Regions from separate parts of the Mus musculus genome. Here regions 2 and 3 are each linked to region 1. Evidence: chromatin contacts called from public Hi-C and HiChIP or PLAC-seq data. All regions are on one chromosome and are shown on one strand. The core of a region is the stretch at or near the end of the contact, and the rest is flanking DNA. Distances in the headings are between cores, read along the strand shown. Region 1 overlaps Mogat1 (monoacylglycerol O-acyltransferase 1). Region 2 holds the start of Serpine2 (serine (or cysteine) peptidase inhibitor, clade E, member 2). Region 3 has its middle 48 kb from the start of Gm24160.

What was found. A called contact is a pair of places that touch in the nucleus more often than the background predicts. HiChIP or PLAC-seq counts read pairs in DNA pulled down with a chosen protein or histone mark.
Region 2: an H3K27ac HiChIP or PLAC-seq map of double positive thymocytes shows a contact between it and region 1, with 5 times the contacts expected there. The contact joins the promoter of Serpine2 here to the enhancer-like site in region 1. A contact is called at or near these places in 4 of 39 promoter capture datasets (liver, neutrophils, pre-B cells and 1 more) and 4 of 115 datasets of contacts at active chromatin or transcription factors (astrocytes, double positive thymocytes and embryonic stem cells).
Region 3: a Hi-C map of Th1 cells shows a contact between it and region 1, with 4 times the contacts expected there. The contact joins two enhancer-like sites. A contact is called at or near these places in 2 of 484 Hi-C or Micro-C datasets (Th1 cells and adipose-derived mesenchymal stem cells) and 1 of 115 datasets of contacts at active chromatin or transcription factors (fibro-adipogenic progenitors).

What each region holds. Positions count from the first base shown.
Region 1 is chr1:78,536,077-78,539,173 of GRCm38.p6, reverse strand. Mogat1 (monoacylglycerol O-acyltransferase 1) reads right to left here. Exons shown (of 7, transcript NM_026713.3): 7 at 1,001-1,230. The coding sequence ends at 1,076. Among named protein-coding and RNA genes, the nearest start is that of Mogat1, 27 kb to the right of the region's middle. Within about 2 kb of position 1,438, at least 301 of the 459 cell types and tissues checked have an H3K27ac peak or open chromatin away from gene starts, as enhancers often do. A contact at or near this core is called in Th1 cells, astrocytes, double positive thymocytes and 1 more, where this site is marked.
Region 2 is chr1:79,857,128-79,860,224 of GRCm38.p6, reverse strand. Serpine2 (serine (or cysteine) peptidase inhibitor, clade E, member 2) reads left to right here and starts at 1,560. Exons shown (of 9, transcript NM_009255.4): 1 at 1,560-1,714.
Region 3 is chr1:79,559,864-79,562,960 of GRCm38.p6, reverse strand. No RefSeq gene overlaps it. Among named protein-coding and RNA genes, the nearest start is that of Gm24160, 48 kb to the right of the region's middle. Within about 2 kb of position 1,565, at least 36 of the 459 cell types and tissues checked have an H3K27ac peak or open chromatin away from gene starts, as enhancers often do. A contact at or near this core is called in Th1 cells, where this site is marked.

The sequences.
Region 1 (3,097 bases), core at 189-2,688:
TGGGTCCTGGCTTGTAACAGGTCCTATTACTATGGAATAGCTTTAGGAGAAGCTTCACATTATAGCAATGTTATTTGTTCCACCCACTGGGCAAGTACATATTTTATGCCCTGGGATCGCCCCAAGCTGTGCCAGGCACCAGGGAGAGACCAGCAAGCAGAGAAGCCCCGACTCTGTATTAAGTGAAAAGGCTCTTGGGGGAGAAGATTACAAGTGTTCCTGTTGCATACCACATCTCCAGCACCCTACAATGCATCCTAAAACAGGGCGATGCTATCTTCCAAAAAGACTTGCCTTGCCACTGCAAATACACCCATTTCTGAGTGTAAAGCGAAACGACTCTGGCCATTCCTATGGGATTCCAAGTGGCAGACTCATCCTGCTTCAAAAATGGCAAAACAATTCTGCACTGATTTAAGAAAAAAAATGCATTGATGTGACCTGAAAGACCTAGGTTACCCAGTATACAACTGACATGATTCGGTGACAAATGTTCTGTTTACGTAAGAGCCCTGTCTCTCCAGCTTTCTGTAAGCCAAGTTACACAGTCTCTAAATATCCAGCTGTGCCAAACAACAGCTGCCCTGCTCAGTGACGATACCACCCTAAGCCACAGAATTGCTCAGTTAGTGTCTAGAGGCGCTTTGAAGTTGGTATTTTGCTTTTGCTCTGAGCGCATGAGTAATTCTAAGACTTTTAGGAACCTGAAGAATGATATAGTCTCCCTAAATTCAGAAGATTTTTAAGTCTTAGTCATCTTCAATCCTGTGCTATAATCATCTAGTGTATTTTTATTTTCCACTGTTATGAACCAACCTTGGAGCCTTACCCATGGTAGGTAAGCATTGTACCACTTGGTCATAACCCCAGACCTCCATTTTCCTGTATTTTTATTTATCACAGTATAAAATAACAGCAGTGGTCTTCACCACTAATTCTTTTCAGCTGCAACTTGATTCTAGAGTCAAAACAAACAAACAAAAAACAAAAACAAAACAAAAACCAGAGAAATTATTTATTTATTTTCTCAACGATGCTTTCTTGCCTTCCTTTCTTATGCCTTGGAGGAAGGAGGTTATTTAAATACCAGAGTTTCGTGCTCCGGAATCCCATATTTCCCTTTGTGTTCATTGAACAGTTTCTTTAGCTCCTCTAGGTATGTCTGATGCAGCTCTTCAATCTGCTCTGAGGTCGGGTTCAGAGTCTGCTGAACAGGGATGGGGCGGCCAACTGTGGAAAACAGAGCACGTGTCATCCCTGAGGACAGCCACCACTCCACCCGCAGCCTGGGTCTCCCGTGGGCAGCTGAGCGCTGGGCTGCCAATCGGCTTCCCTCCAGCCCGCTGGCTCCAGTCCTCTCCTCAGCTCACTGGCTGCCTACCTCAGTCACACCATCCCACTCGACAACAAATAAAGAGTTTCCCTTCTCAGCAGACACTGAGCTGTCATTCTGTGGTTTGACTTCTGAGTCAAATGCGCTGCTGTGCCGACTGCAGCTGTGCGCAGAGTAGGCGTTGCTGCGAGCCACGTCACTCTCATTCTCCCCTGGGCACAGCTGACAAGCAAGACCACAGGGTTCTTATTGTGACTGACTGTGAAATGTTCAGGTCACGTGACATCCTCTATTATGACTTTTTAAAAAATATCTTTCAGAACAATTGAAAATGTCACTTACTTACAGCGAAGTCTCTGTGCGAGAAAGTCATCTAGTCACAAAACTGAAAGCAACCACAGCTCATTAGGAAAACAGTTACATAGGCTGAGCTACATTCCAGTTATTCACCGGAATCTTAGGCAGCTATCTTTTTTAAAAAAAGAAATAACAAATAACGTGGCACACACAGTGCCTAAAATGTCTAAGAAAAGTTGCAAAATGAAGTGTGATCCCATCTATAAAAAAATAAATTTCTAGGTGCACCAATATTTTCAGTGTACAAGAAAAACCTGGCAAGATCAACATTTTCCTTTGGGGATTGGGTCAGGGGTGGGGAACAGCACATTTATTTTACCTGTATCGTATGAATGTTCCCCCCCCCCAAAAGTATCTGTTTCATCTGTATAATTACAAAAATACCTATTGGTTGTAAATAAATCTGGCGGCTTCTGTACATATTTTAAAAGACGTTTACATAACAATCTCAGAATTTGGAAATTCAGAAATACAAGTCTTTGACGGCCTGTATACACTGCACCCCCTGCTGGCCTGGTGTTGCTATGCGCCCAAGGCCAGGATGAGCCGGGTGGTTAACTTCAAACCTTGAAGCAAACTACTCCTTCTGAAGTCATTCGCTTGGGCATGAGGACTGTGAGCGCCGCTGTAGGGGGGTGGGGGTGGGGGGATGCAGTACGCAAAGGGGAGTCGGGTGGGGGTGGGTTCCTTTGTCTTTCTTCAAGCTACATACAGAGCGAACCTGTGCCAGTAATGGAAGGTGGTTATTTTTTAAAAACCTAAGCAATCGTGAAGGAATAAAGAGGCAGCAAGTGATAAAGACCATGAATATGGGAGTTGAGAGGCACAGAAGGAAGGACTGACACTCCCTAATTGCTGAGTGTTTCACTAGACCGAGCCTCCAAACACTCGAGGGCAGTTTCCTTCGATCTTTACGAAGTCTGATTTATGCACAGTAGACACCAGTCCTTTGACACACATTAGAGAGAACTGGAGGAAACAAGCCAGTGCTGGCACATACCTGTAGTTTCAGCACTCAGGAGGTGAAGGCAGGAAGGCTGGGAGTTCCCGGGCAACCTTGGCTACATAGTGAGCAGGCTGGACCCATCTTAGTTTTCTCTCTGCCCTAAAGTTTCCTGGGCAAGGGATGGGAGAATACAACTTGTTCTATAAAGCTTCCTCGCAGTTGTGACCTTTGAGGAAGGAAATCTGAGAAATCTGTACACAGACGGACCAGTAAACTTGTAGTCTTTTAGAAATAGCTGTAGTTTTTAGTGAGACTACCTCAGGGAGAGAGGTCAACGGGACGGTGAAGTGGGGACTGTGGAGAGAGGCATTGCTGTCTAAGGCAGAGTAAAAACAGCTTACTGTTATAGGAATTGTGACCTCTCAACCTCTCAATTAGGGCTTCTTTCCCTAGGAAGGACA
Region 2 (3,097 bases), core at 311-2,810, 1.3 Mb before region 1:
GGCAAATAGTGTTTGAGATACAAACCACGCAGTCCATGTGACATTAGGAAATCGCTTTGCAAAATGTCAGCCCTGAGAAAGAACTGGACAAAGTATATGGGGGTCTCAGTCGAGTGCCTACAACTGTCTCAATCAGCAGTGTCAGCATGAAGATGGTGAGATAGAAGCAGATGCAGAGAAACCAGCAAGCTCTGTGCATCTGCCTTCACTCACACTTCAAACTTGGCTCTCTAGTATAGTGATTCTCAGTCTGTGAGTCATGACCCCTTGAGGGGTCAAATGACCTTTTCACAGAGATCATCCGGAAACACTGATATTTATATGACAACTCATAACAGTAGCAAAGTCACAGTTATGAAGTAAGAAGGAAAATAATAGTGCTATGGGGGGGGGGGGGCGCACCACAACATGAGGAACCATACCTATTAAAGGGCTGCACCATTAGGAAGGTTGAGAACCACTGCTCTAGTAGTTTCTTATCTGCTTCCCCTCCTATCTGTAGCACTGCACCCTAATCCAGTGCCTTGTGCATCTGAGGCAAGCACCCTACCACCTAGCCACACCCTCAGTCCCTAATGCCTTCATCTGGAAAGCTGCTCTCAGTTTTTCAAGTCACACACACACACACACACACACACTCACACACACGGGTGGGGGAGTGTCTGTCATGGACACAGCTGTGTCAGTGTGGTTGCTCAGAGATCTGAGTTGCTCTAGCACTAGGTGCAGTTTATTTCACAGCCCTAAAGAGATTTACGGCTGTTTTTTCTTCATTGGGGCCAAACATGGGGCCTGATAGGGAGGGCGTTGCACCAAAGGCAACAGAGACTACCATGAAAGTCCCTACAAACCTAACCTGAGCAGAGGACTGAAGAATGCAGAAAGGGACACTCAGGTAACAGACCATGGGACATAACAGCCATCTGTTGCTGGCCTTGGGTCTGATAAGGTCTCAGGGGCTGAAGGTGTAGGTTCAAAACACCTGGATCTTCGGAGCTCTGAGAGTACTTCATGCTATCACCACAAGCAAGGGGTCAGTTTTCTGCATGTCCTTGCTTGTCATGTGCCTAGGAATCCCACAGCCAGCTCATCCACTAAGCAGGGATAAGTTGACTCTGGGGCACCTGGAGGACCTGTTCTAGACCTCCACGTCCTAGCTCCGTTATTTCCATCACCTGCAGGATTGCACACTGTCACCCCCCCCCCAACACCCCCAGACGACGCGTCTTGCGTCTCAGGGGCACACCACTGGCTTCTGTGTCGCCCACTCCTCTCCACTCCCCACAGGCTCATCCGGACGATCCACGTGCAGCTCGACCGGGGGTTGGCGCCGCACCTCGAGCCCGGCGCGTCTGGCCGGAGCTTTCTGGGGACCCGAACCCCCCAACCCCCGCGAGAGGGCGGCATCTGGCGACCGCGGGTCGGGCAGGGGGGCGTCCTAAAGTCCCCTGCGGTGCAGAGACGTTGCGGCCGGCTGCCACACAAAGGCGGCGGCGGGAAGGCGGGGCGGGGCGGGCCGGGGGGCGGGGGAGGCAGGAAGGGGCGGGGGCGGCGGCGGCGATAAAGCCCCCGCGCGGCCCGGCCGGCTAGTGCAGTGGTTGCACGGGAGTGCGGGCTGCACGCGTCACCGTCACCGCCGCCTGTCCCCCACCGCCGCGCAGCGCCGATCTCCCTCCCGGTTTCGGCCGCCACCTGGGGATCCAAGCGAGGACGGGTGAGTAGCAGCTGCGGGGTTCCCGCTGCTCGGAGGGGAGCCGGGGACTGTCCCCGGGGCAGCACCGCGACCGGTTGCTGGGGCGGGAACTTTCTCGAACCGCCTCGGGCCCCGCTGCGAGCGCTCCTGGCTCCCGCGTCCCTGTCCCCGAGGGTTTGGGCGTCCAGGTGTGCCGGAGGCTGACGGAACGCTCGCCGAGCTCGGGGTGGGTCCAGCAGGACTGCAAACCGTGACCCTGAACCCGAGGCGACTGGGCACTCACGGGTAGCACCGACCCCACACTTTTCCCGTGCGCGGGTCCCTGTCCCGGGCGACCGGCTCTCACTTGTAACCTTTGCCTGTGCAGTGTGGAGGTGGGCAGCGGTTTGGGGAAGGACTTCAGTTCACACTGGCCTTTGCAACAGGCTTGTCCCTAGGATACAGTAGCAGCTCTTTGCGATTTCTTATTTATTTTCATCATCTGTGGACCAGGGAATTGCGAGGCCGGTGAGTGACTCCAGGTAAGGTGAAAGTACTCAGAAATCCTCGGAGGAATTAGGTATTTAATTTGCCCCCACGATGAGCAGAGAGGGAAAGCTGCTATTACATAAGACAGCACTCCACCTTCAGGTATTAGGGAAGGTGCTGTTGAGGATTTTTAGTGTTTTAATGAACAAAACAGAATCTCCGCGTGTCTCTCCAGAGAAATCTCCAAACGCCGCTGGATCTTGCTTTGACTACTTTGCTGGGAACGTTCTTATATTTAGCATGAACATAAAAAGGTGTTTGAAGGTTTAACTTTTCTCTTTCAAGCCAGGAGGCAGTTTACTTTTCTGAACTGTTCTAGAACAATTGATCTGATCATCTTGTACTTTGGAGATTTTGTATCTGAATGGGAATACAGATAATGGGAGAAATGTCAGCATTACCGATTTGTGTATCTGAAGCACACTTAAAAATTGAAGGTGCTTTGAACACTTTCTGTGGTTCTAAAACAATAATTATACCCTGTTGGCAACATTTAAGCAAAAAAAAAAAAAAAAAAAAAAAAAATCTCAAGAGCTTCGCCACAGATAATGGAACCGTCAACAATGGAGTTTTAGCTGTTTTTTTCAGAGTAGTGTTTGAAATTTTTGTTCAGCTAAGGGTGACTCCTGAAGGTCATGAGCCGATGTCATCGTTCCTTCTTCTTTGAAAGAATCTAGGCAGAAATTTTCTCCCATGAACTTGACAAATTAGCACAGTAAGACAGAAATTGCCGAATCTCTAAAGGATGCTAATTTTCGGCCTCACACATAGGCGACTTGACAGTGGTCAGAGATGGGTTAGGATGGAAGAGTTGCTGCCCTCTTCTAGCCAGTTCTTCTCCCACAGGGTTTGGAACTTTGGCCTTTTCCCCCTCTT
Region 3 (3,097 bases), core at 316-2,815, 1.0 Mb before region 1:
CTTCCTTCCTTCCTTCCTCTCTCTCTCTCTCTCTCTCTCTCTCTCTCTCTTTCTTTTTTATTAGCCTGACTCTTTGCTGCTGGCTTTAAGTACCAGTGTTGTGCTTATAACTGGGCAATGCAGCTATGTTTTTGGGACTCAGCTGGACAAATGTGGAAGCTACTCTGGGAGGAGCAAGAGAGACATCAGCGAGTTTGGATGGAAACAAATGAAAGAAATGAACAGAGGCAGCAAAACACATTTTCTGAGACTGTTTGACCAGCTAATAAAAGTAGCTTGATAGTGACTAGTTTTATCATCAATCAACTAATTCAATTAGTTTTTTCTTGTGATGAGATCTATCTATATAGCTAGGCTGGAGTCAAACTTGAGATGCTCCTGCTTCAGCCTCTGAAGTACTGGAACTGCAGGTATCTGCCATTAGGCCTAATTTTAAAAGAATGCAATGAGGACTAAGAAATTTGGCATACTCCTTTTACTTTGTTGTCCTGAAAACAGATGAAAAGAGCCATGAAAGACAGGATGATAAAAGAATAGAATGATAAAGTAAGTTTGTAAGACCCCCAAGAGAGTTTTCCTAACTGTCTCCATGGTTGATAGGGTAGGAATGTCTCCATCAGAACTCACATTAAAATTAAAACCTCATTGGGACTTAATAAGAGGTTTAGGTCACCAGGACAGAGCCTTCATGAATGGGTTCATCCATTCACAGATTAATAGACAGGTAAGTTATTTCATCATTTCAAGAGTGGCTTTGTGATAAGATGGAGTTTGGCTTTATCTCTCATATGTACTCACTGTATGGCCTCCTTTTATTCTGAGGACCATTCCAAGAATACCTACCAACAAGCTGTCTACCAGAGATGGCCTCTCAGTTTTGGCCTACCAAGCTGCCAACATTGTAATAAAAAAATTCCCTTTATAAGTTGCCCTACCTCAGGCTTTCTGCTCTATTTTACAGAAGCAGAAAATAAACCAGGTCTTCCTTTGCTTTGAAACAGATGCTTATCCATCGCAAATTCTATTGTTTAAATAAATATAGAAGAACAGAATGTAAGAGAATTTAAGACTATCTTCTTTCTGAATGACTATTTTATATTTTATTGACTAAAATCATTAAACATTTTCTACACCCTAAGGAAGCACATTTTGTGATGTCGCCTGTTGCATAGTTACTGTGATTACTAATTTAAATGGCTAATTTGGCTTCTTCTGAACATATTGATTTATGTGCTCCTTAGGGAGAAAATCATAAATTATCTCATTGGGGTTAGATGGTTCCTGTCAGTCTAGTAAATTTCATGCTTAATACAGACATGTTTATCAGAAAAATCCAGAAGCCCATTAGAACTTCATGAGTTCTGAGAGTGAGGATCGTTGTTAGATTGAATCAAAAGCTATAGGATTCAGAAATGCATTGCATGTGGGAAAACAGCAATCTTAATGTTGCCATATGTTCACTGTCTTTGCTTCTCAGTTTCAAACAAACTCTAAGTCAGGTTGGCTGGATGTGAAGCCAGAGTTCAAACAGGCAAGCACACCAACCTGTGACTCATTTCCTTCCGTTTCTGACTCATAATTCTTCCTTGTTCATTCGGATCGAGGCAAAAGGTTTCAAGATAAACTTCCTTGAAGAGCTTGGCCTTCTTTTGTAAGGAGGCAGGGAGGCACTTAATGTCACTTCCATTGTTTTTTCAGATATGTATTGCCTTCGATGGGCAGCATTGTGACTGCCATTAAGTACTACCCACAGGGTTCAAGTCTCTTTTAGTTTCCATTCTTCCAAGCATATTCTCCATCAGTCTCCAGGATGACACATATTAACTTTCTTGGAACCAATCAGAAGGCCCTCTCTGTGGGAAACTAGTAAATCTGAGGTGACTATCAAAGTTTCCTTTCAATTTTGTTCCCTTTCGACGCTTCCTTTCCATTAGCTATCTGCCAGTTACCCCACCCACTTGGGAGATTCAGCTTGCGATTTCAGTGCTACTTTTCTCCTTTCTTGTATCCTGATGTCCCAGTGCCCGCCAGATTAGTTGCAGAGCAGGGCTGATAGAACCATTCCTAAAGGAACACGGCAGTTGAACTGAAAACAAAGAACAGATGTTGAAGTAGAAAGCTCGGATTCACTGTGTAACCAGAATGTATAAAAGGCATTATCTTGATGTCTATGGGCAAACTTAATTACCCTATCTCAAAATCATGTCTTCTATTTGGAGAAAAAAAAAAAAACTTAGGAGGAAATTGGGTTGAGAGAACAGGAAATAAGTTTATGTAACTGGGGACTTTGAAAGAAGCCAGTTCTGGGGGAAGAAGAGAAAGCTCACTGAGTAAAGAAAGCCTGCTGTGTAGTCTTGAGGACCTATCTGAGTTTGGAACCTTAGCACCCACATGAAAGTTGGTGAGGTAGTATGCACCTATAAACCCACTTGTCCACAGAGGATGGACAGAGACAGATGCATCCTGGATGCTCAGTGACCAGACAGTGTGGCCCAGATGTAAGCTCAAAAACCAAGTGTAGCTCAAAAACTAAGGTGGAGACCAATAACAAAAGGCATCTGAGGGTGAACTCTGACCACTCCTCCTCATATGCTCAGCTGATTGCCAATGCAGATATATTTAAAAATAAAAAAAAAAGAAGCCAACTCTAAATTGGAGTATATTTTTAATGGTGCTTTCCTGTAACGAACAATGTATTCTTAGCCAGAGTGAATTGGACTTGTAAGAACTAAGCTCAGAGAAAACATAGAGCCTTAAGTTCAAGACACTGTCCACCTTGGCTTATCCTAGAGGTCAACACAAGATCAGTTTGAAGGAAACCTCCCATAGTGTCTCTTACGGAACACAGGCAGCTTTATTTAGTGAGGATTTCAAATCCTCAGCTAACAACAATCAGAAGCATATAGCAGGGGAAGGTGGAATTGCACACTTGGTCTTAAGCATAGTCTGTCAACGTAGCTTCTTTTTGACAGCACTGTAACAAACAGTGATGTTTAGCAAGTCCATTTTAGAATATGCTAGAAGTAAAGAAGATAAAAGTATAGGGGTCAGGGCATATCCTATCAATAAAGGAAGTGGATTGCTACCCTGCCCCAAC